Regions from separate parts of the Mus musculus genome. Here regions 1, 2, 3, 4 and 6 are each linked to region 5. A link is a contact called in public HiChIP or PLAC-seq and promoter capture Hi-C data. All regions are on one chromosome and are shown on one strand. The core of a region is the stretch at or near the end of the contact, and the rest is flanking DNA. Distances in the headings are between cores, read along the strand shown.

Region 1 (3,195 bases), core at 643-3,142, 260 kb before region 5:
ACAGAGCCAGGAGGTCTAGAGCAGGTCCCACTTGGAAGTGGGAGGCCATTTTCCGAAAGCCAGGTCCCTCTCCAGTTCTTGGCCACTGGCACTGAGCACTGAGGCAGGAAACCTAAAAGCAAAGCACCATTTTCCGTTTCTAAATTATTTTATTTTAAATAAAAAATAATAATAAAGACCTCACACAATAGAAATGTAGAGATTTTGTTCATGTCACATTGACACTGGAACTATTAAAGTGCAAGTTTTGTGTTTTGTTTTTCTTTTGGGTAATTGCACACACACATGTAAACAAGTCACTTGGCTATGATTGAACACCCCCCCCCCCCACCTCCAGCCAAAGTTTCCAGTTTGCTGAGGACAGAGGTGGCTGACAGCGGCCATGGCAACACCAATCACAGACAAGATAATGCCCTATTATTAGTCCTGCCCTGAAGCGAGCAGGACAGTTACTTTAAGTCTCACAGGCTGATGAACTTCACACGCTTTTTCTCAAACCTCTTGAGAAAAATGCCAAGCGCCCCTCTGCTGGGTCCTGGCATCCCAGAATCGGAGGTGACAGCTCCTGTCTTAGCTAGTTCTCTTTCCTTTCACAGCAGGTGACTGTCCCTTACTGGCTTGGTCTCCCCGGGCTGGGTCTCAGGGAGGGAAGGAGAAGGCCAATTGGCGCTCCTGTGGCACGGACCGCTAGTCCAGGAATCCGATTTGACTTTTGAACAAAAAAGGTCCTCAGGTTGTGTGGCTGACCCTGGGGGCTCCTAACTGATGACACAGCGCTCCTTGTCCTTAGCCTGGCTGCCGACACTGGTTTTTTCACGAATGTACATGAGGTCGCTGTGCACGCTGGGTCTGCGAGCAAAGGGCGCCAAGATGCCAAAGGCATCGCCGTGGTCGCCCCCGCCTCCGCTGCCCGCACGCAGAAGCTTCTTGTTCCTCAGAGCCTTCTTGTGCAGTACGTCGCAGTACTGCACAGATACCTTGCGGTGCAAGTCGGGGCTCATCTCGCTAGGCAGCTTGGCCATGGCAAAGAGCGCACGGAACATCTGGTCCAAGCTGCTGTTCTTCTTGGCTGAGATCTCGAAGTAGGCACAACGCTGAGGGTCGTCACCCACCAGCTGCTCAATCTCCCGCTGCTCTACTTCCCGGTAGAAGTCCCGGTCCCCTTTGTTACCGCAAATGACCAGCGGCACGTCCACATTCTCTTTGGTTTTGTTCTTGAGACAGGACTTGGTGTCTAGGATCTGCTGTTTGAGCCTTTGCACCTCTTCGAATGAGTCGCGGTTGTCTAAGCTGAACACCAGAATGAAAACGTCTCCTATAAGGGAACGAGTGGGAAAGGTGAGGACAGCTGCCAGGCACAGAGCTGCAGACACCCCAGGTGAAGGGGCAAGCCCCAAGCACAACACACCAGCCCCATCCACTCCCCTCAAGACTCCGGTCCCCCTATCCCCGTCGACTCCCCACTCACCTGTGAGGATAGAGAGGCGCCGCATGGCGGGAAACGGATGATTGCCGGATGTGTCCAGTATGTCCAACTGGTAGACTTCGCCGCGGATCGAGTAAAACTTTCGGTGGAAGTCCTCGATGGTAGGGGTGTAAGCATCCTCGAAACGGCCCGTGAGGAAGCGCGACACAATGGCCGTCTTGCCCACTTTGGATGAGCCGAGGATGACCATCCTGTAGCAGTTCTTGGCCGGGATACTCAGTTCAGAGTCGCTTGGGCACATCTTCTTGATCATCGCGGCCAGTTTCATTGGGTAGAGGGGCCCCAGGGGCGGATGCGTGGCCGAGAGAAGGTAGAGAGAGGGCTGCAGAGAACTCCGGAGTGACGGAAGAGCTTGGCTTCGGGACTGCGCGAGCTGGTCTGGGCTCTTGGGTACAGACAGCAGGCTCAGGCTTTCCGCGCCCCACACCGCCCTTATATTCAGTTGGCCGAAGCCCGGCCAGGCACCTCCCAGCTAAGGTGCGTCACGTCCCGCCCCCGGACGCGCCCAGCTCCTCCTAGACGCAGCGACCTCCGCCTTGGAGCCTGAGGCTCCTCTTCAGACCTACGTGCGCTGAAAGGAAAACTAAATCCAAACTACGGCCAGTGGGATCCGGCGCTTCCCACTTTTGGCCGCAGAGGTCCTGGCTGTGCCTTTGATTCACTTACCTCTGGGATCTCCATTCTCTTAACACTAGTGCACAGACACCCACTTTTCTTGGGCCTTAGTTTCCCCAAAAAATATTATCTGATGATAGCAACAGATTTGCTGGACATTTGCCCCAGGGCCAACCCCTTAGGTCCCCGGACTCTTGGTGCTCTCCTGGGCTTAGTGTCCGGTGTTTGTGGGTTTTCTATGTTATCGTCCGCGCTTTGCGCTTCAGCCACCAGAGGGAAGCAGGGAGCCCCACGGACCCGCTGGGATGCCTAAGGTTGTGGCCACTCTGGAGAGGGGCAGGAGGCTGGCTGGGGACCCTGACGGGGAGCGCTGTCATGGACTTCCTGTGCTCTACTTTCCCAACTAGAGAGAATCTGATCGATGGGGACCTCAGTAGAGGAGAGTCTGTACCTGACTTCATACTTCGAGACAAGCCCCTTTAAAAAAAAAAAATCAAAACAGGCCAGAGTACCTACAGCCTCCTATGGCTTTCGGGACTTTCCCCTCTCGTGGGCCAATTCATCGTCATTTTGCACTGAGGTGGCTGACTGGGGCCGATGATCTCAGAGGAGGCCTGGAAGCACAACCTTCACTGTAGTTCAGTTTCCCTTTCTGAAAGATGACACTGGTTCCTTGATTGTAAAGATTAAGTACAAACACGTTCCGAGACCAGGGCCTGGTCAGAACAATAAAAGTATAGTATCAGGGAGGCTGCCTAGGGGAGGAAGCCGGTGGCAGGTTGATCAGTAACCAGGACTGAGTGATGCTTGAGGAGAAACGGGACGCGTCTGCTGCTTGTAACTGACGACACAGGTGAGCTGTGTTTATTCTGCTCTGACCTCGTCTTATTTAGGAGAGGCCCAGAGACCGAGTGGCTGACAAATGCCCCTTGCCCATCCAGGCAGTCTTGGTGTCCCACAGGCAGGGCTAAAGTCATTCCCACCCATCCAGATGCTTGCACTATGATCCAGGATTTCAACAGAAACCCAGTCTCTAGATCAGCAGTGGGCATCCTGCCTGGAGCCCATGCAACGTAGGTGTATTGATTTGGTGG
Region 2 (3,606 bases), core at 937-3,436, 220 kb after region 5:
TTGTTTTTTGTTTGTTTTGTTGGTTGGTTATGTGGTTTGTTAGTTTTTTTGAGACAGGTTCTCTCTGTGTATCCCTGACTGTCTAGAACTCACACTGTAGACCAGGCTGGCCTCAGACTCACAGAGATCCTCCTGCCTCTGCCCCCTGAGTGCTGGGATTAAAGGCATGTGCCACCACACCTGGTGTCTCTCTCTCTCTCTCTCTCTCTCTAAGTTACGTTATTAAGTTACGTTATTAGCCTGTTCCAGTTGCTACCTGAATATCTGGCACAAGCCTCATGTCTAACCATAAGAACCAGCTTTCCTTAACCACTTTTCTCTATTGGACAGGCACTCTTTCAATTTGTTGTCTAGGCAGTCCTTGAACTTGGATTACTCCTGTCTCAGCCTCCCATGTGCTGCAATTATGTATGTCTACTACCATGCCTAGCTCTGGACATGCTGTTACAGAGTGTCCCAGAATGACTCTTCTTTGCTTTTGTTTGGTTGGTTCTTTGCGTTTTGTTTTAGATTTATTATTTTATGTGTCTTGAATGTTTTGCCTGCATGTATGTGTGTGGGTGCTGGGAACCAAACCTGGGTCTTTGCTTATGCAAGAGCAAAAATTTCCTTAACCACTGAGTCAACTCTCTAGTCCTATTCATTTTATGTCTGCAGATAGATAAGTAGATAGATAGACAGTGTATAGGTTCCTTGTAGGAGGGTGTGGCTATGCATGTACATAGAGCCAGAGGTCGACACCAGATATCTTCCTCTATAGTTCTGCACATTTTTTTGAGGCAGTCTCTCTCTAAACTGAGAGCAACTCTAGCATTGTAGGTGTATACATCCTTCCTGGCTTTTATGTGGGCATTAGGGATCTAAGCTCAAGGTACTTTACCAACTGAGCCATCTCCTCAGTCCCTTTGTTTGTGTTTGTCTTTTGTTTGGGTAAAACAGAACTTCTCTGTTGCCCTGGCTGGTATAGAACTTACTATGTAGACCAAACTAATCTTGAACTCAGGAATCCTCTTGACTCCACCTCCCACGTATACTAGAATTAAAAGTACATACTACCAGCCAGGTGTAGTAGCGCACGCCTTTAATCCAGCACTTGGGAGGCAGAGGCAGGCGGTTCTCTGAGTTCCACGCCAGCCAGGAACCAAAAAAAAAAAAAAAAGAAAGAAAGAAAAGAAAAAAGGAAAGTCACATACTCCCTTGTCCAACACCATTTTGTTTTGTAAGCTATGTATTCTAGGCTGGCGTTGAATCCCTGTGTAGCTGAACATAACACTGTGCTCTTGATCCTCCTATCTCCAGCCTTCCCAGTGCTGGGACTTACCTTGACAGTCCTCGCCCATCCGTATTTTTGTTTTGTTGTGTTTGAGACAGGGTCTCATTATGTAGTTCTGGCTGGCCTGGAACTATGTAGACAAGGTAGGCCTTGAACTCAGAGAGATCTCTACTTCCTGAGGTTTGGGATTAAAGGTGTGTGCCACCATGCCCAGCGCCACTCTATATTTCTTTGCTGAAGTCCCACTAGTCCATTTTTACTTTATATGTTCTGATGGGGTACTCTAGAACTGTGCCCATTCTCACCCTTTAGACCTTATCCACTGGCTGTGTTTACTGGGCACACAATCAAGTAGCTCTTTGTCCATCTAGCTGTCCTCTCATGAGCTCAGACACCCACCTTTCCTTGTATGGATCACTGAGACTCTTCTTTCTGTTGTTTTTAGGGCAAGTTTCTGGCTTTTTATCAGTATGCAAAATCATTTAATTCAGACGACTTTGATTATGAAGAACTGAAAAATGGGGATTATGTCTTCATGAGGTGGAAGGTAAGATTCTGCCCAGGCCATCTCCCGAAACACCCATATGCCAGATTCTAGAGCACCCACACACACTTCTTCTTGCAGGTTATGCCCTCCCCACAGGGACCCTCCATGCTGGTTGCTTAATGCCGTGTCTTCATGACAGGGTACCTACATACTTGTAAGCACCAGTGGTGTGGTAGCTGCAGAGCACACCTTAGTAAACTGGTTATGCTGTTTAGTGGGCAGCAGGCATATTTATGCCAGTAGGCACCGCTGACCAGTATCCTCTTTTTTCACCCAAGAATCCTGTGAGCCTCCAGGCTGAGTCATCCAAGTGTTCTGGGGACTCAGGGAAACTGCTTGAACCTAGTCATCACTGCGTCCTGTTCCTGCCAGGAGCTTAAATGTCATCAGAATGACTGCTCTCCAACCACATCCTCTACCAAGGGCTTCTGCTTCCCACAGCTCAGGAAATGAGGAGCCAGGAGTGGAGCATGAGCCCTTGACTCCCTCTAGGGTTTCAATGGATTGGTCTTTGCCTGAGAGTCCTATGCCTCTCGTGGCAATATGCTGTCTACAACCACATGAATGCAAGTCCACGTAGCATCTCCAGTCCCCATTGTCTGATAAATAAAGGAGACAGAAAGCTACTTCAATATGACAGTATATTACAGTGTTCATAAAGATCAGGCAGCTAGGGCTGGAGAGACGACTCAGCGGTTAAGAGCACTGACTGCTCTTCCAGAGGTCCTGAGTTCAATTCCCAGAAACTACATGCTGGCTCATAACCATCTATAATGGGATCTGATGCCCTCTACTGGTGTGTTTGAAGTCAGCTACAGAGTACTCATGTACATAAAATAAATAAAATTAAAAGAAAAAAGAAACAAAAAAGGTCAGGCAGGTAAAGTACCATTTGCTTGCTGTCTGTGCTTTGTGACTGATCATTTTGGATATGGGCTATCATTTTTTCACTAGACAGTCACTGGATAGCTCACAGCGAGCTTCCCTCTCTAGTCCCTCTGCCATCCAATGTGTATTAGCTCACTCTGTTATCCAGCACCTGCTGAGCCTCCTGCCTCAGCCTTCTCTACAGTGGGAAACATACCAACAAATCCTTGAAAGCACCAGCTCTGATTTTTAGATTATTATTTTTTCCTGTGCTGAGGAAGTAACTCAGGGTTTTCACATGCTAGGCAAATGTTCTACTACTAAGCTAGACCTCAGCCCTAAATTAAACTTTAAAATGATATTTGAAGGTTGAAAAAGGGAGAAAAGAGTGTCCATTAAAAAAAAAAATACTGGAGAAGATGGAGAGTGTTTGTGGTAGAGCATTTGTCTAGCACGCACAAAGTCCTGAGTTTCATCCCAGCATTGAAAATTAAATAAAAAGTTTGTTAAAGCAGTGGATTTGTCTCCAGATAATTTCTCTTTTGTCCGGTCACCTGACGCCCTGGGCTTCTGACTCTGTCTCCCAGAGACCAGGAGCAAGGGCATAGCCTTTCACTGCTTGTTGCCAGTTTAGATGGCAGATGCCTGTCTTTGTGGCACAAATGGTGCTGTTTCTTGGCTTTGGTGAGGTATCATGGGCATTCTTAATTCAGTCTGACCAGAAACTCCAGTAGATGTGCTTACCTCATTGTTAGAGGCAATCAAAACCCAGTGACAGGTCCTGGGAACCAGAACTGAAATTTATTCTTTCTAGGTTATTCTGTCAATGGTCTCCAAGAGGTACCAGGTGGGTAGGCAAGTAGGCAGGAAAGTAGTATGGATTGGTCGGTTAGATCCAGAGCTATGTTTCTGTGGGCTT
Region 3 (3,601 bases), core at 367-2,866, 250 kb after region 5:
GTACGCCTTGGTGTGGGTAAGTCTGGGCAGGAGCTGGGTGGCAGGCTAGACCCAGCATCCTCAGGGTTAGGCTCAGCACAACATTCCCAGCAGCAGCACTGCCCCTCTGCATTGGGGACCCTTGTGTCTGTCTGTCCTACCCCATGAATAACCAGAGTTGGAAGTAGGTCTCTCCATCTCTAAGACTTAAGTGGGATCTGTCCCTGCCTAGGCCCACAGAGTTTGCACTGTAGGAGCTCCTACTTCCTTGGCATTTACCCCCTCCCCCTGCATCCTGCTGTCGTCCTCTGCAGCCTTGGCCACCCAGAGACTAACGTGTCCCCTCTGCCCTCTTCCATCAGGGTACCAGCACCAAGTACAGCCCACAGCGGGTAGGCCTGACCCACACTATGGAGCATGAGGACGTCATCCAGATTGTGAAGAAGTAGTCACGACACCTTCCTGCAGCTTGGCTCCCGGGAACTCGGCCTCCCTGGAACACACAAACGGGAAAAGTACAAACATAAACCCCAGGAAGCGATTCTTGAGTGGCTGATTCATGAGCTCCTTCAGAAACAGTGTTGGGCTAGGCAAAGCTGGGGACCAGGGCTTTGCTGAGGACATTCCCTATAAAGCCTGTGCCTGTGGCAGGCTTACTCAGCAGCCTACAGCCTGTGTCCATGCCCTGTGCCCCTTCCGGGCACTCAAGGAGCTTAGTTACCCACATCCTCCCAGCCAGACCTAAGCTGACCCTGGCTCAAGTAGGGTCCCTGAGGCTCCTGAGAACAACTCTAGCACATAGTGGCCTCAGGATGAAGCCTCCCACAGGTCCTCCCAACACAGGGCTGTCCCTCATGGAAGCCAGGGCCCAGCCAAAGTGTCCTAAAGTGCCTCCCCCTTGGAGCCCCTCCCAGAACAGCCTCCTCCTGCCTGGGTGGGACCTCTGAGTCTGGCTCCATTTCCTTCTAAGCTCCTATGTCTGCCCTCCTTTCTGAAATAAAATTAAAAAAAAAAAAAAAGGGGTGCGGGGAAGCGGTTCCTTCCCAGACCAGACTTAGGGAACTTGTGTTTCTGTGCTTGGTCCAGTGGGAATGGGGAGTGGGACAGCAGGAACCTGGAAAGGAATGGGCATAGCTTGGGCTTCTGAGGGACTGGCCTGGGCCTGGGTAACCAGAAAAAGGCAGAATCTGCCCAGCACAAGACTGCCTAGAGGCTGTAGGTCCCCTCTGCCCCCCATGGCCTTTCTAGAGGCCAGCATCCGCTGCCAGAGTAGATGGCATCCTTAGGACGCCCTTGAGACTGTTAGATTCACAAAAGGCTTCTCTGAGTGCAGGGCAGCTGATGCTCAGGCAGCCGGAGGCCCCGATGGTGCTGGCTAGGTCCTGTGCTTCTCTGTAGACAGTGCACAGGTGCTCTTGGCTGCCTGAGAAGTAGGGCTTTGGGCTGCATTACCCTATTTCTCTATAATCACCAGGAAGGGAGAGAGCTCTAAGGCTGGAGCCAGACTGCAGCTCAGCCTACTACTTGCTTTCCAGGCTGTTCCTAGTTCCCATGTCAGCTGCTTGTGCTTTCCAGAGACAAAACAGGAATAATAGATGTCATTAAATATACATTGGGCCCCAGGCGGTCAATGTGGCAGCCTGAGCCTCCTTTCCATCTCTGTGGAGGCAGACATAGGACCCCCAACAAACAGCATGCAGGTTGGGAGCCAGCCACAGGACCCAGGTAAGGGGCCCTGGGTCCTTAAGCTTCTGCCACTGGCTCCGGCATTGCAGAGAGAAGAGAAGGGGCGGCAGAGCTGAACCTTAGCCTTGCCTTCCTGGGTACCCTTCTGAGCCTCACTGTCTTCTGTGAGATGGGCAAAGTGCGGGTGTGACTCCTTGGCAACGGTGTTACACCAGGGCAGGTAAAGTTGTAGTTATTTGTGGGGTACACCAGGACTGTTAAAGGTGTAACTATTGGTGCAGTACACCAGGACAGGTAAAGATGTAGCTATTTGTGGGTATACCAGGACAGGTAAAGGTGTAACTATTTGTGGGGTACACCAGGACTGTTAAAGGTGTAACTATTGGTGCAGTACACCAGGACAGGTAAAGATGTAGCTATTTGTGGGTACACCAGGACAGGTAAAGGTGTAACTATTTGTGGGGTACACTAGGACAGGTAAAGGTGTAACTATTGGTGCAGTACACCAGGACAGGTAAAGATGTAGCTATTTGTGGGTACCAGGACTGGTAAAGGTGTAGCTATTTATTTCAGCTCCTTTCCCTAAGGACTCAAGGGAAGGAATCCCACACAGCAGGGGCTTTCCCTGCTCAGCTTCAGGGAAAGCCTCAGCCCTAGGAGATGCTGTTTGGTCCATGAGCTCCCTGAGCAGCAGCCTAGCCCAGGCCTGTTCAGTTCTTCCCGTGCGGCTGGAAAAGATGAAAGCTGGGTCGGGGACAGTTCTGACTGGATTCTGGCTTGACTCCTGGACTGGCTGTGTGTTTTTCAGGTTTCCCCATCTGTCCTGTCCTGGGCTGTGTGATCTAGCCATTCTGGTCCTACAGTCTAAGCCTGTATGTAAGGGGTGTTCACCTATGTCACTAAGGTACTATTAGCCACCCTGATCCCTTTCTGTAACTCTCATTCCAGCCATCCTTCAGCAGAAACCCCCAAGTTCTCTCTCAAAATCCTAGGGACATAAAGCCCAGGTCAGGGTGAGCAGGGCTGCTTTTCTCTGACCTCTCCTTGCTTTCAAAGATTTCTTTTCGCTGCGTTCCCAAGTGTCCTTCCTGTGTACCTTCACCCGGAAAGTTAAATGCCCCACACTGTCTTCCCTTTTGTCCACTTCCCTTCCGTGACTCAGTTTCCCAGTTGCAGTTGCCTCACCTGTCAGTGTCTCCCACCCAATGGTGCCTCATGTTTCGAAACTATGATTGCAGCCATGCTTTCTTGGCTTTACCAGGCTCAACACAGCTGCCTGCAGCTCTCTGTCTCCTCTTGTGTCTCCCTCCTGCGCTGTTCTCGGGGATTAGTGTCTCCTTTTGCAAGTATGCAGTCTCACAAATAAATAGGATTTATAACAGACTCGGGAGAAAGTTTGGGGACAATTTGATTGGAGTCTGAGAGAAAAGCATCCGAATAAGCAGCTGGGACCCCGTGGCTGATGGGAGGGTAGGTAGGACAAAGTCGTGGTCTGAGTGACAAGGAAAGCAGGTGCGCTCTGCAGTGTCCTTAGCAAGAGAATGGCTGGGCGTGGTGCCACATGCCTGCAATCCCAGCACTTGGGAGGCAGAAGCAGGCGAATCTCTGGGTTCACAGCCAACTTGGTCTACTGAGAGAGTTCCAGGACAGCCTGGGCTATACCGAGAGAGAGAGAGAGAGAGAGAGAGAGAGAGAGAGAGAGAGAGCATAGACAGACGGTCAAGTCAAGCCAGGCTTAAGAGTTTGGTGCTCAAACAGATAAAAAAGGAAAAGCTACACTTTGGTGTCTGTGTGTGCACACCAGTGTATCTGCATATGCTTGTCTTCTGTGCATGTGGGGTGCAGAGGTTTATGTGGGTGTCTTCCATCACTCTCTACCTTATTTTTTTAAGACAGGGCCTTTTACTGAACCTGGACCTTAGCTGGTCAGCAAGCT
Region 4 (3,626 bases), core at 587-3,086, 160 kb after region 5:
TTCTGAGTTTTGGTTTGTGGGCTCATTCCAGCCCCAAACTACAAATCTTAGGCTGGCCTCAAACTCCTGATCCTCTTTCATTTGCTCTCTCTGTCGCACAAGTGCCGGGGTTACACGCATGTGCCATCATGCCTGCTATGAGTCTTTATTTATTTATTTATTTATTTATTTATTTATTTATTTCTATTTTATGTGTACGGGTGTTTTGTCTGCCTGTGTGTCCGTGCCCTGCTTACATGCCTGGTACCCAGAGAGGCCAGAAGAGGGCATCAGAGCCTCAGGAACAGGATTTACAGTTTTGAGCTACCATATGGGTGCTGGGAATTGACCCTAGGTTCTCTGGAAAAGTAGCAAGTGTTTTTACCTGCTGAGCTATCTATTCAGCCCTATGAATCAGTTTTTAAAGCTTGATTTGCACAGACTGCCCCCAACCTTGGCTCCCATCTCTCCCGATAAGAATATCTTCCCTCCTCCTGGCACTGTGAAAGAGGCTGGCCCACAGGAGTTTCATCTTCTTCTTCCAGGGAGGTAAGGGTAGGTCTGAGTGCTCTTTTCATGCTTGCCACTTCCAGGTGCCTTTGTATACAGTGTGCCAGAGCAGCAGGCAGCGTCCCCAGAGCTGTCAGAGCTAGCACATGGCAGGCTGACACTTGAACTTGGCCCTTCACCTCTAGACTCTAAGTTTTTACCCATAAAACCAAATCATCACTTCCTACTACACTGTTAACTACTGAGTCCCCCCAAGTGCGGATTTCTATTTGTAGAACTTAAATGCCATCCGGGAAGAGACTGATCTGTCCAACATCGAGAAGAAGCTGACGGAGTGCACTGAGAGCATCGGTGAGCTGTTCAACACACTCATGATCCTGGAGATGCAGCTGGTGGAACAGCTGGAGGTAGAGTCAGACTAGCATATATCCAGGGGCCCCCGCATGCAGCTGCAGAACCCTGCAAGCACGCCCTCCACAGGCTCCTCTCCCCTGTGTCCAGTGTGACCCAGTGGACACACAGGAGAGGACTGGACAGATGGAGACTGGTGGGTCACTAGCACTCACTGGCCAAATGGCTTAGTAAACATGAAGAGTTCCAGGCCAGCGAGAGAAAAAGGCGAACGGTGCCTGAGGTTGTCCTTTGCCTTCATCCAGGGCCACAGGCACATATAATGTGTACACCCCACCATATAATGAGCATGAGCATGTATACATACTCATATGTGAGTGCATGCACGTGCACACATGCACACACACATGTGCACACACACACACACACACCACAAAATCACCTTTTACCAAAATTATTAAAATACCTTAAAGTCAGGGGCTGGGTATAGCTCAGTGCTTGCTTTGCACAGACAAGGCCCTGGATTCCATCCTCAGCAATGCAAAAGAGAGGGGGTGGGGCGAGGAGGGAGAGGAGACAGGAGGAAAAGGAACACACTGCTCTCTTTGCTGCCTCGGAAAGGATTCTTATGGAGAATGAGAGGTGAACTCAGTCCTCTGAAAATCTCCCCTCCTCCATCCTAAAACAGGCTCAGCAGAGTACAGATTTCTTATTAGACCCAAGGGGAAGTTCAGGAGCTTATAAGACAGGTGGACCTGCACTCGGGAGACAAACAAAGGCTCATCAGTGCCGCAGCCTGTGCCTGCTGTCTCGGGGTGGGCGATGTCGGGAGGCTGCCGCTTGGCCCCAACTTGGGAGAATGAAAAAGCCCAGGCATCTCAAGAGCATCTGTGTGCCAGGGTGACTTGTGTGTGTGCACGCAGCCAGGCTGGGGGCTGGACGCTGCATGATGAATTGGACCTCCTCAGATGCTGCCACAGCCGGGCCAAGAGCCGGTGCCTAATCAATTCCTCACACATCAAATGGCACTTCCTACGCAGAATGGATCTGCTGTCGCACAGCACAGCAGCCGCTCGTTTCCCACTGGGAACTGCTCTGCTCAAGTACTGCAGAAGCAGTGCATGCAGGGGAGGGTTGCTGGGGGCTTCCAGTCCTTTCAAGCAGGGAGATTATTTTCAGTGGCCAAACACTTCTCAGGTTCTTGCTCTCATCCTGGCCATGTTGCCAGTCACCTGGTCACCTGAAGCTGGAAGATTCTAGTCCGTGCTTCCAACAACCTTACTTGTATTCATCAAAATGCTGTGCATGAGCGCGCGCGCGCGTGCACACACACACACACACACACACACACACACACACACACACACGAGAATGGGCTCATTTGTACTGCATACAGACAGGTTTTGGGCTCCTGTGATGCCCTGCATCAGTGCTGAGGCTATGAAGGGTCAGGAAAGCGTCTTCCAGAGGAGGGTTCCTAATCACGTTCTTATTACTCTCTCAACAATATTGAGATTTGTTTTGGCCCCAAGTGCTCTGCTAAGCACTAGGGACAGCAGTTAGTTGTTGGAAGTCTAGGGTGACTGTCAGCACTTACCCAAGCTCCTGGATCTGCCAGATATGTGGTAAATCATTATGCATGATATAGCTCATTTACCCCACTAGCCACCATGGTACTACATAGAAAAACTGTCTCATATGTGAGGAAGTAGAGGCCGAGAGAGATTAAATGAGCTCTCTGGAATAGAGCTGGCTCTCGAAATTGCTCTCCATGGCCCTTGTGGAGAGGATGGGCAGATGCTGCTGAGAGGCCTAGAAGGAAAGGCTTCATTCAGGGGGGAGGGGGTGCGGCCAGGATATTTGGTCCTGGTGGAGGCAGCTACATGGGCAAGAGGCCCAGGACAGGGCTGGCAAGATGGTCCTGCTCAGTGGAGAAAGGTTCTTATCACCAAGCCTGATGACCTCAGTTTGATTCCAGGGACCCGTGTGGTTAAGGAAAGGACAGACTCCAGCAAACTGTCCTCTGACCTACACACGCACACACACACACACACACACACACACACACACACACAGAGAGAGAGAGAGAGAGAGAGAGAGAGAAGTGTAAATTAAAAAAATAAAACAAAACAAAACAAAAAAAACAGCCGGGCAGTGGTAGCTCACGATTTTAATCACAGCACTTGGGAGGCAGAGGCAGGCGGATTTCTGAGTTCGAGGCCAGCCTGGTCTACAGAGTGAGTTCCAGGACAGCCAGGGCTACACAGAGAAACTCTGTCTCGAAAACAAAACAAAACAAAACAAAAACAAACAAAACCACACACACACACACACAAAACAAAAAAAAAAACAAAAACAAACAAAAAACCCACCTAAAACCCAGTGGCAGTAGCCATAGAGATGCTTATTGGTTAAAAGCACTTGTTGCTCTTGCAGAGGGCCTGACTTTGGTTCCTAGAACCCTCATGGCAGCTCTCAAAGTTGGTAGCTCCAGTTCTAGAGGATACAGTGCCTCTTTCTGACTTCTGTAGGCACCAGGCAGACACATGGCACATACACATACATGCAGGCAAAATATTCAAATGCATACAATAAGTAAATCTAAAAAAAAAAAAAAAGCAATAGTGACAACATGAACATTCAAGGGGGTGGTGAACTGAGACTGGAAAGCGACAGAACTCTGGGAGCGGGTGAGGGGCAGGGGCAAGGGTCAGTCCTTAGCCATCTGCCCTACAAAGGCAAGGAGTCTGTGATTTGCCGGGCGTGGTGGCGCACGCCTTTAATCC
Region 5 (3,282 bases), core at 136-2,635:
CACTGTTCCTAACCATGCCTGGATCTCAGGTCAGCCAAGATATCTCTAAACTTTCATTCCTCTTAAGTGTCTAGCAGTTTTTGTTCTCCGCCCCCCCCCCCCCAGACAGGGTTTCTCTGTGTAGCCCTGGCTGGCCTCGAACTCAGAGGTCCACCTGCCTCTACCTCCTAAGTGCTAGGATTAAAGGCATGTGCCACCACTGCCCGGCAGGTGACTAGCAGTAACTCCAAGCTTTGATGGCACATTTAGGTCTCTGATGAGGACGTAGGCACAGCAGTCCAAGGCTGTGTTGGATATAAAAAACAGCTTAGGTGTCTATCAACAGAGCATCAGGGGGCACAATCTACTGTAATCCCACAGGCCCCATTGTAGTTGTAGACACACAGTCATGATTATCTGGGGTGGAGGAGGATGTGGAGCAGCCTTAAACGAGCAAGAGAAATATAATGTTTTGAAACTGCTAACAGCCACCAGAGATCGTTGAACAGTCCACCTAACATGGATACATATCTTATAGTAACAATGACTTGCTGGGGTTTTTTTCTTCTCCAGATCCGCCGCCACTCCTTCCCTCCGCCCAATTGGTAGTTGTTGTTGACATGGGAGATGAATCATACTGAGCGAGTTCAAGTGATGTTTTAAAGGATCTAAGTGGCCTGGGGTGTGGCTCAGCGCAGAAAGCCTGTTAATATGTTCTAGAATCCGAGTTACTGCCCCAGAATCACAAAATTTGAAAAATATTCTAGAGAGCACCTTCTCTCTTCTATCAGATTTCCAATTCCTCAAACTCAGGTCCCGCCTAAAGGGCCTTTGCCTCCCCCTCCGCCTAAAAAGTATCTTTCCTTTCCGGTGAGGGGGCTGCTCCTTAGCTCTAGTGCACTCAAAGAGACCTCCCTGACCTCAATCCAAAGTAGCCAGATGCTTGCAAGCCAAGGTAAATGCAAATATCGGTTCGTGGACTTTCTTGGGAATTTTGGTGAACTCAAGAAATGAGAAACCCCGGGTCGGCCTGTGAACTGTACACAGGACCAGGCTTGAAGTTGAGTGGATACTCAGCGTGTCCAGAAACCTAGCCCACTGCGGTCCGGAAAGCTCAACCCTAGATCTCAGGCGCCAGATCGCGCAGTGCGCACGCGCCAAAGTTCCCGGCCAAGCGCCCTCGCCGGACGTGCGACCCTGCACAGGCCGCGCCGGAGCCCCGGGACACGCACCTTCGATGTCGTTCAAAACCGCTGTGTCCAGTTCGCACATCTCGGCCAGTGTCTGTTCCAGAGCCGCCTCACCGAAGGCCAGCTCGTCCATGGCGCCGGCGCCCACCCGGCTTCGGACTAGGCCCACGTTAAGGAAAAGTTCCCCGGAAACTGGGTTCCGCGGGCGGAGCCACCTGAGCGGAGGGGCGGGGTTTCCCATCAAGCCCCGCCCACCAGCCTGCATCCTGACAGCTCGCCTAGCGGGTTGAGACTGCCTGCCCGAGCCTGGTTTCTAGCAATCTCCTGCGGGTGCACAGGCACTGGGCCTTGGCTTCTTCTGTATCAGGCCAAGGGAGGGACCGAATGGAAGCCACAGGACTAGACCCAGCCCAGACATCGTTAGATTAAAGGGCCAGGGATGGGGGGCCCAGCATGAGGGTGGGAGCAGAGAACAGAAAACTCACTTCCTAGTCTTGCTGTTTAGAACCAGACAGTCCTGGGTCCAAAATACAGCAGATACAGGCCTGCAGTGGGGCCCCTCCACTATGTGCCTCTGTTTTCCTCATCTGTAGCCAGGGTCCAATTATCTATGAGCCAGCTGAGAGGTTAGAGAAGCATGGCCCATAAGACCTGTCCACCCTCTCAGCTTAGAAGTCTAGAAGTGGGCCTCCAGAGGAGAAGAGTTCTCAGGCAGAACCTGCAGGAGGAGGGGGTGGCTGGAACTTCTGATCTTGTCTTAATCCTATCAGTCCTACCATTGGAGCAGAGAGGACCTGAAGGGCCAGTGGGCTCGTACTACTCCTATAGAATGACTTGTGTCTCCAAAAGGATCTAGAAAAAGTGTGAATCTCAAAGTCAAGAAGGGATTCTGTGAGCCAGGCATGGTGGCACACTCTGTTAATCCCAGCACTTGGGTGGCAGAAGCAGGTAGGTTTCTGAGTTCGAAGCCAGCATGATCTACAGAGTGAGTTTCAGGACAGCCTGGGCAATACAAAGAAACCTTGTCTCAAGATACCAAAAAGAAAGAAGAGAAGAGAAGAGAAGAGAGAAGAAAAAAGAAAAAAAAGAAAGAATTCTGTAACAGAGGTCCTGAGGACCTGAGCCCAGCTACTGGGTCATATGTGACCTGGGGCCAGGCCAGGTGCCTGAATAAAGACTGAAAAGTGAACCCTGGGCCCTGTGACTTAGGAACAGGTAAAGCAAGGGAGGGAGGAGAGGTTCTTCGGCGTGGATTGAATAGACCATTCTGGCCCACAGGTGATGCAAGTTGGGAGGCAACGGCAGAACCTACGAGTCAACCAGGGAGGGTCAGGGCCCCAGGCCGCCCAGAAGCTGCCTTGCTCAGACTGCAGATACCTCGGCTGCTTTCACCTCCCAACCAATAGAGTTAGTTGGGGCAAGGAGGGAGGGTGTGCCTGGGCTTCACCAGGACACATTTTTGTTCCTTTCTCAGAGGAGCTGCTAGAAAATTACACAGGAGTTGGCAGGGCTATAAAACGCACATGGAGCCCTTGCTTTGGGGTCACCCTGCCATGTCCCACCATCAGAAGACACCCGGTTTTCTGAAAACTCAAATAGCCTGTCCCAGCCAGAAGGACTCAGAGGTCAGCTGAACCAGCACCACACCTGATGTGTAGCTGGGCTCACTGGTTTTCCCCAGTCAACTTACTAGAGCTGTCTCTGCAGGAAAGGGCAAGGTGTTTGGGGACATCACAACAGATCTGCCTTGTTCTGGAACTGTGTAAAGTGTACAGATCCACAAATACACATTTCATGGCTGCAAGAGCTAGGGCTACTGTCCTGTCTCGAAAAGCAAGAAAGAAAAAGAAAGGAAGGAAGACAAGGAAAGAAAAACCAAGCCCAAGGTGGGAGATCAGATCAACACAAATCTCTGCTCCACAGATTGGTTTACTAGGACAGCAGCCAAGGGGCATCTTTACCCTGTGCGGAAAGCTTGGAAAACTAATGTCTAACACCCCAGACCTCCAACCAAAGCTCTCTGGATTGCCTTGCTGGGCTCTTTGACGCTCAGCACACAAGCTGGTCTGGGGAGCCTGGGAAGGGCGGGGTCTCAGCCCGACCGACAGTTACC
Region 6 (3,321 bases), core at 507-3,006, 140 kb before region 5:
CTTCCCAGTTCTGAGATTATGAGAATATACCACCCCATCCAGTGTAATCTCACTTCAATTCTGACAGGATCTCCCTACCCGCTGGACTCTGAACAGTTTCCTCCAAATATATCACTAGTCAGTCAGCCCAGCATCTGGCTTTGGTTGTCTCTCATCACGGAGGTGAAAAGTGTTCTAGTTTATCTGGCCTGATCTTGCATGGAGGTTGAGGGCAAGGTAAGTGGAAAACCTTTGCTGCTCCCTTCCCCTTTTAGTTAAATTCAAACAACAAAGAGCTATAGAAGAAGGAGCTGCTAGGAGCTGAAGTGGAGCTTACCTGGAGTCTGGGCTCAAGTTTAAGTCTCTCTGTCCTGTGGGTGATGTCCTAGCTTCTCAAAACACTGCTTAGGTTATTTTGTTTGAAGTCTCTTTTCTGGGATCTGGAGAGATGGCTCAGTGGCTAAGAGCACTGGCTGCTCTTCCAGAGGACCAATTCCCAGGTTCAACTCCCAACACGCACATGGCAGCTCACAACTATCAGTATCTCTAGCTCCAGAGGAGCTGACACCCTCACACCGACACACATCAATATACATTTAAATAAATTATCCAAAAGGAGAAGTCTCATTCCTGCAGAATGTCAAAGGTCCGCAGCACACAACATAACGAGGAGAACACAGAGCACAGCCAGGAGAGAAAACTTCAAAAAATCATTTTTGAAAAATTAGTACTTACTTGAGGCAGGGTCCATGAGCTGGGTTGTAAATTCATGAGGGAAGCATCAAAACGACGGGTAATTGACAAAAGAATCTATTTCTTGTCGTTGCACAGAACCGCTTAGGGTGATAATTATGGTCGGCAGCATTCTGCCAGGATTGTCAAGCTAGCCCACCTTTCTTCTCAGACGCACACTTACATTTGTTTCAGTCAGGGCAATGGGCTGTGGTTATCTACAATTTCCCATTTAACTGTTTAGGGCTGGTCTGGAAGTCAATATGTAGACCAGGATGGCCTTCAACTCACAGATATTTTACATGTCTTTGTCTCTGTCTCCAAAGGGCTAGGACTAAAGGTGTGCAGCATCATGCCAAGGTCATTTTAAATTGCAATTTTTAGGTGGTTTGGTGTTTTGCTTGCATGGATGCCTGTGGACCACATGAGTGCAGTACCCATGGAGGCCAGTAGGGGGTGGTGGATCCCCTGGGATTGGAGTTAAAGGTTGGTATACTGATGCTAGGACTCGAACTCCATCTCATCTCAGCTTTTTGGCTAAGATCAAGTGTAGGAATCGAACTCCAATCCTTTAGAAGAGCAACCAGTGCTCTTAACTCTTAACCACTGAGCCATCTCTCCAGTACTATCAATCATTGTGTTTGTTTTTTTGTTTGTTTTAAAGAATAAACAAACTGATTTTCCCACCTTCCTGCAAATTTTGTGATCACAGTTTGTTTGTTTTTTACAGCCAAATAAAACTCCACTGTGTATATGAACCACACGACCCGCTCATCTGTTGGTGGTTAACTAAGATAGTTACAGTTCCTTATTATTGTGAACAGAGCAGCAGTGAGCATGATGCACACGTGTCTCTGTGGGGCACAGAGTCCTTTGGGGACTTGCCCAGGAGAACAAGCTGTCTTTGAAATAAAGTAAAATGTGCTTGTTTACAGCTACCCTCCCTAGATGACCAATGTCTAATACCTTTTCCTCACCAAAGAGGTTCTTTATGAAGTGCAGTATCTGAACATGTCGAGTTATCGTTGCTTAAAGAGGACAAGCCATAATGTAATTAGAGGCACATGAACACAAGCCCGGGAAACTTCACACTGAGCAGTCTGCTTCAGTGGGTGTGGGGGCACACAGCTTTGATCCCAGTACTTAGCAGTCAGAAGCAGGAGAATCAGAAGGAGTTCAAGGTTCATCCTCGGCTACATAACAAGTACAAGGCTAGCCTGGGCTACATGAAACCAGGAAAGAATGGAGGGAGAGAGGGAGAGAGGGAGGGAAGGAAAGAAAAGGAAACTAGTCTGGAAGACATCAGCTTGGCAAAATGTTCTCCTAAGTTTTGTATTATAGAAGGTTTATATTAAGAACATAAACACATTCAATATACAATACACATGATAATTAGTATCGCATTTCTTTTCTGTGGTATTCTGTTAGAGTACTGTAAAACCGACGAAAAGAGTCACATTCCAAGTACCTGGGTGCATGGGAATTTTGGGAGGGTTCTATTCAGTCTGTGGCTCCACCATGGAACTCTCATCTCCTCCCCTCCCTCTCCTGCCTCGTTCTGTCATTTTTTCCCTAAGCTAATGCTACCTTTGGCTCTGGCTGGCTCTTCTGCTCAGCGGCTCCTCCCCTAGAGCCTTTGGTAGCTCTGTCTCTTTACTCATCCATCATCCTTCTCCCAGACTCATTCCCATTCATAAATGTATGCCTTTCCCATCCTCGCCTCGGTGGATGTGTCAGTGTTCATCACTGTGACAAAGCTCCTGTGATACCAAGGTCTGAGAGCTTCCGGTCCACAGTTGGTTGGTCTATTGTGATGAAGCAGAGCATCATGATGGAATCAAGAGAGTCTGACAGAGTTGACTACCTCTTAGTGTCTAGAAAGCAAGGAAGCAGGATCCCAGGTTCTTTCTAGGGGAGTACCACCGGTGACTTAACTTCCTCTCCATGGGGACTACCTTCTTATGCCCCACCACCACCTGCAGGCCGGTGGACAAGCTTTAGCTTGTGGACCTTGTCTTAGTTAGGGTTTTACTGCTGTGAACAGACACCATGACCGATACAACTCTTATAAAGGACAACATTTCATTGGGGCTGGCTTACAGGTTCAGAGGTCCAGTCCATTATCATCAAGGTGGGAGCATGGCAGCGTCCAGGCAGGTATAGTGTAGGAGGAGTTGAGAGTTCTACCTCTTCATCTGAAGGCTCCTAGTGGCAGACTGACTTCCAGGCAGCTAGGGTGACGGTCTTAAGTCCATGCCCACAGTGGCACACCTACTCCAACAAGGCCATGCCTCATAGTAGTGCCACTCCTTGGGCCAAGCATATACAAGCCATCACAGACCTCTAGGGACATTGAACATTGAGTCCTAACTGACCATGGTTGAGAGGCCCAGAGCTCTAACTTCTTCAACCTTTTCAAATACATTTCTAAACAGTGAGGTTGCTAAGCTCCCAGCCAGATGTGAACTTGACTCTGGCCAGTAAAGGCACTGACTCCCTTGGCCAGGAAGAAGGGAGTTTGGCCAAGGCTCCTCCTCCTGGAAAGACACAAATCTCTCAGCAACACCCCTGGACGCAGCCTCCAGCTTTGCAAGACTGGGAGGATGCCAT

The links. Promoter capture Hi-C pulls out the DNA fragments that hold promoters and counts their contacts. HiChIP or PLAC-seq counts read pairs in DNA pulled down with a chosen protein or histone mark. Capture Hi-C pulls out chosen DNA fragments and counts their contacts.
Region 1: a contact with region 5 is called in a promoter capture Hi-C map of liver. The contact joins the promoter of Rasd1 here to the promoter of Srebf1 in region 5. A contact is called at or near these places in 4 of 39 promoter capture datasets (the C10 cell line, cranial neural crest, embryonic stem cells and 1 more), 1 of 484 Hi-C or Micro-C datasets (nephron progenitors), 5 of 115 datasets of contacts at active chromatin or transcription factors (bone marrow-derived macrophages, effector CD8 T cells, embryonic stem cells and 2 more) and 2 of 9 other capture datasets (liver and pancreatic islet).
Region 2: a contact with region 5 is called in an H3K4me3 HiChIP or PLAC-seq map of bone marrow-derived macrophages, with 2.7 times the contacts expected there. The contact joins the enhancer-like site here to the promoter of Srebf1 in region 5. A contact is called at or near these places in 4 of 39 promoter capture datasets (the C10 cell line, the HPC-7 cell line, cranial neural crest and 1 more), 3 of 484 Hi-C or Micro-C datasets (CD4 T cells, bone marrow-derived macrophages and myocytes), 15 of 115 datasets of contacts at active chromatin or transcription factors (CD8 T cells, the HPC-7 cell line, the SCID.adh cell line and 9 more) and 1 of 9 other capture datasets (adipose tissue).
Region 3: a contact with region 5 is called in an H3K4me3 HiChIP or PLAC-seq map of bone marrow-derived macrophages, with 2.9 times the contacts expected there. The contact joins the promoter of Myo15 here to the promoter of Srebf1 in region 5. A contact is called at or near these places in 1 of 484 Hi-C or Micro-C datasets (the G1E-ER4 cell line), 6 of 115 datasets of contacts at active chromatin or transcription factors (bone marrow-derived macrophages and embryonic stem cells) and 3 of 9 other capture datasets (adipose tissue, liver and pancreatic islet).
Region 4: a promoter capture Hi-C map of cranial neural crest shows a contact between it and region 5. The contact joins the enhancer-like site here to the promoter of Srebf1 in region 5. A contact is called at or near these places in 6 of 39 promoter capture datasets (cranial neural crest, embryonic stem cells, hematopoietic stem and progenitor cells and 3 more), 2 of 484 Hi-C or Micro-C datasets (embryonic stem cells and nephron progenitors), 7 of 115 datasets of contacts at active chromatin or transcription factors (the SCID.adh cell line, embryonic basal ganglia, embryonic forebrain and 4 more) and 2 of 9 other capture datasets (adipose tissue and liver).
Region 6: an H3K4me3 HiChIP or PLAC-seq map of the SCID.adh cell line shows a contact between it and region 5, with 19 read pairs. The contact joins the enhancer-like site here to the promoter of Srebf1 in region 5. A contact is called at or near these places in 8 of 39 promoter capture datasets (the C10 cell line, the HPC-7 cell line, HPC-7-derived erythroid cells and 5 more), 1 of 484 Hi-C or Micro-C datasets (bone marrow-derived macrophages), 32 of 115 datasets of contacts at active chromatin or transcription factors (the 230-238 cell line, the HPC-7 cell line, the NIH/3T3 cell line and 19 more) and 5 of 9 other capture datasets (adipose tissue, embryonic stem cells, liver and 2 more).

The regions. Positions count from the first base shown.
Region 1 is chr11:59,963,052-59,966,246 of GRCm38.p6, forward strand. It overlaps Rasd1 (RAS, dexamethasone-induced 1), which reads right to left and starts at 1,893. Exons shown (of 2, transcript NM_009026.5): 1 at 1,469-1,893; 2 at 130-1,315. The coding sequence starts at 1,754. The coding sequence ends at 759. Med9 (mediator complex subunit 9) reads left to right here. Exons shown (of 2, transcript NM_138675.3): 2 at 1-255.
Region 2 is chr11:60,434,630-60,438,235 of GRCm38.p6, forward strand. Gid4 (GID complex subunit 4, VID24 homolog) reads left to right here. Exons shown (of 6, transcript NM_025757.4): 4 at 1,719-1,820. Among named protein-coding and RNA genes, the nearest start is that of Drg2, 18 kb to the right of the region's middle. Within about 2 kb of position 2,187, at least 52 of the 459 cell types and tissues checked have an H3K27ac peak or open chromatin away from gene starts, as enhancers often do. A contact at or near this core is called in bone marrow-derived macrophages and myocytes, where this site is marked.
Region 3 is chr11:60,467,723-60,471,323 of GRCm38.p6, forward strand. It overlaps Myo15 (myosin XV), which reads left to right and starts at 1,617. Exons shown (of 65, transcript NM_001103171.1): 1 at 1,617-1,704. Drg2 (developmentally regulated GTP binding protein 2) reads left to right here. Exons shown (of 13, transcript NM_021354.2): 12 at 1-16; 13 at 342-1,032. The coding sequence ends at 428.
Region 4 is chr11:60,383,450-60,387,075 of GRCm38.p6, forward strand. Drc3 (dynein regulatory complex subunit 3) reads left to right here. Exons shown (of 14, transcript NM_029044.2): 10 at 765-896. Among named protein-coding and RNA genes, the nearest start is that of Atpaf2, 32 kb to the right of the region's middle. Within about 2 kb of position 1,837, at least 66 of the 459 cell types and tissues checked have an H3K27ac peak or open chromatin away from gene starts, as enhancers often do. A contact at or near this core is called in embryonic forebrain and forebrain, where this site is marked.
Region 5 is chr11:60,219,242-60,222,523 of GRCm38.p6, forward strand. Srebf1 (sterol regulatory element binding transcription factor 1) reads right to left here and starts at 1,386. Exons shown (of 19, transcript NM_011480.4): 1 at 1,212-1,386. The coding sequence starts at 1,302.
Region 6 is chr11:60,083,620-60,086,940 of GRCm38.p6, forward strand. No RefSeq gene overlaps it. Among named protein-coding and RNA genes, the nearest start is that of Rai1, 20 kb to the right of the region's middle. Within about 2 kb of position 1,757, at least 22 of the 459 cell types and tissues checked have an H3K27ac peak or open chromatin away from gene starts, as enhancers often do. A contact at or near this core is called in the 230-238 cell line and pro-B cells, where this site is marked.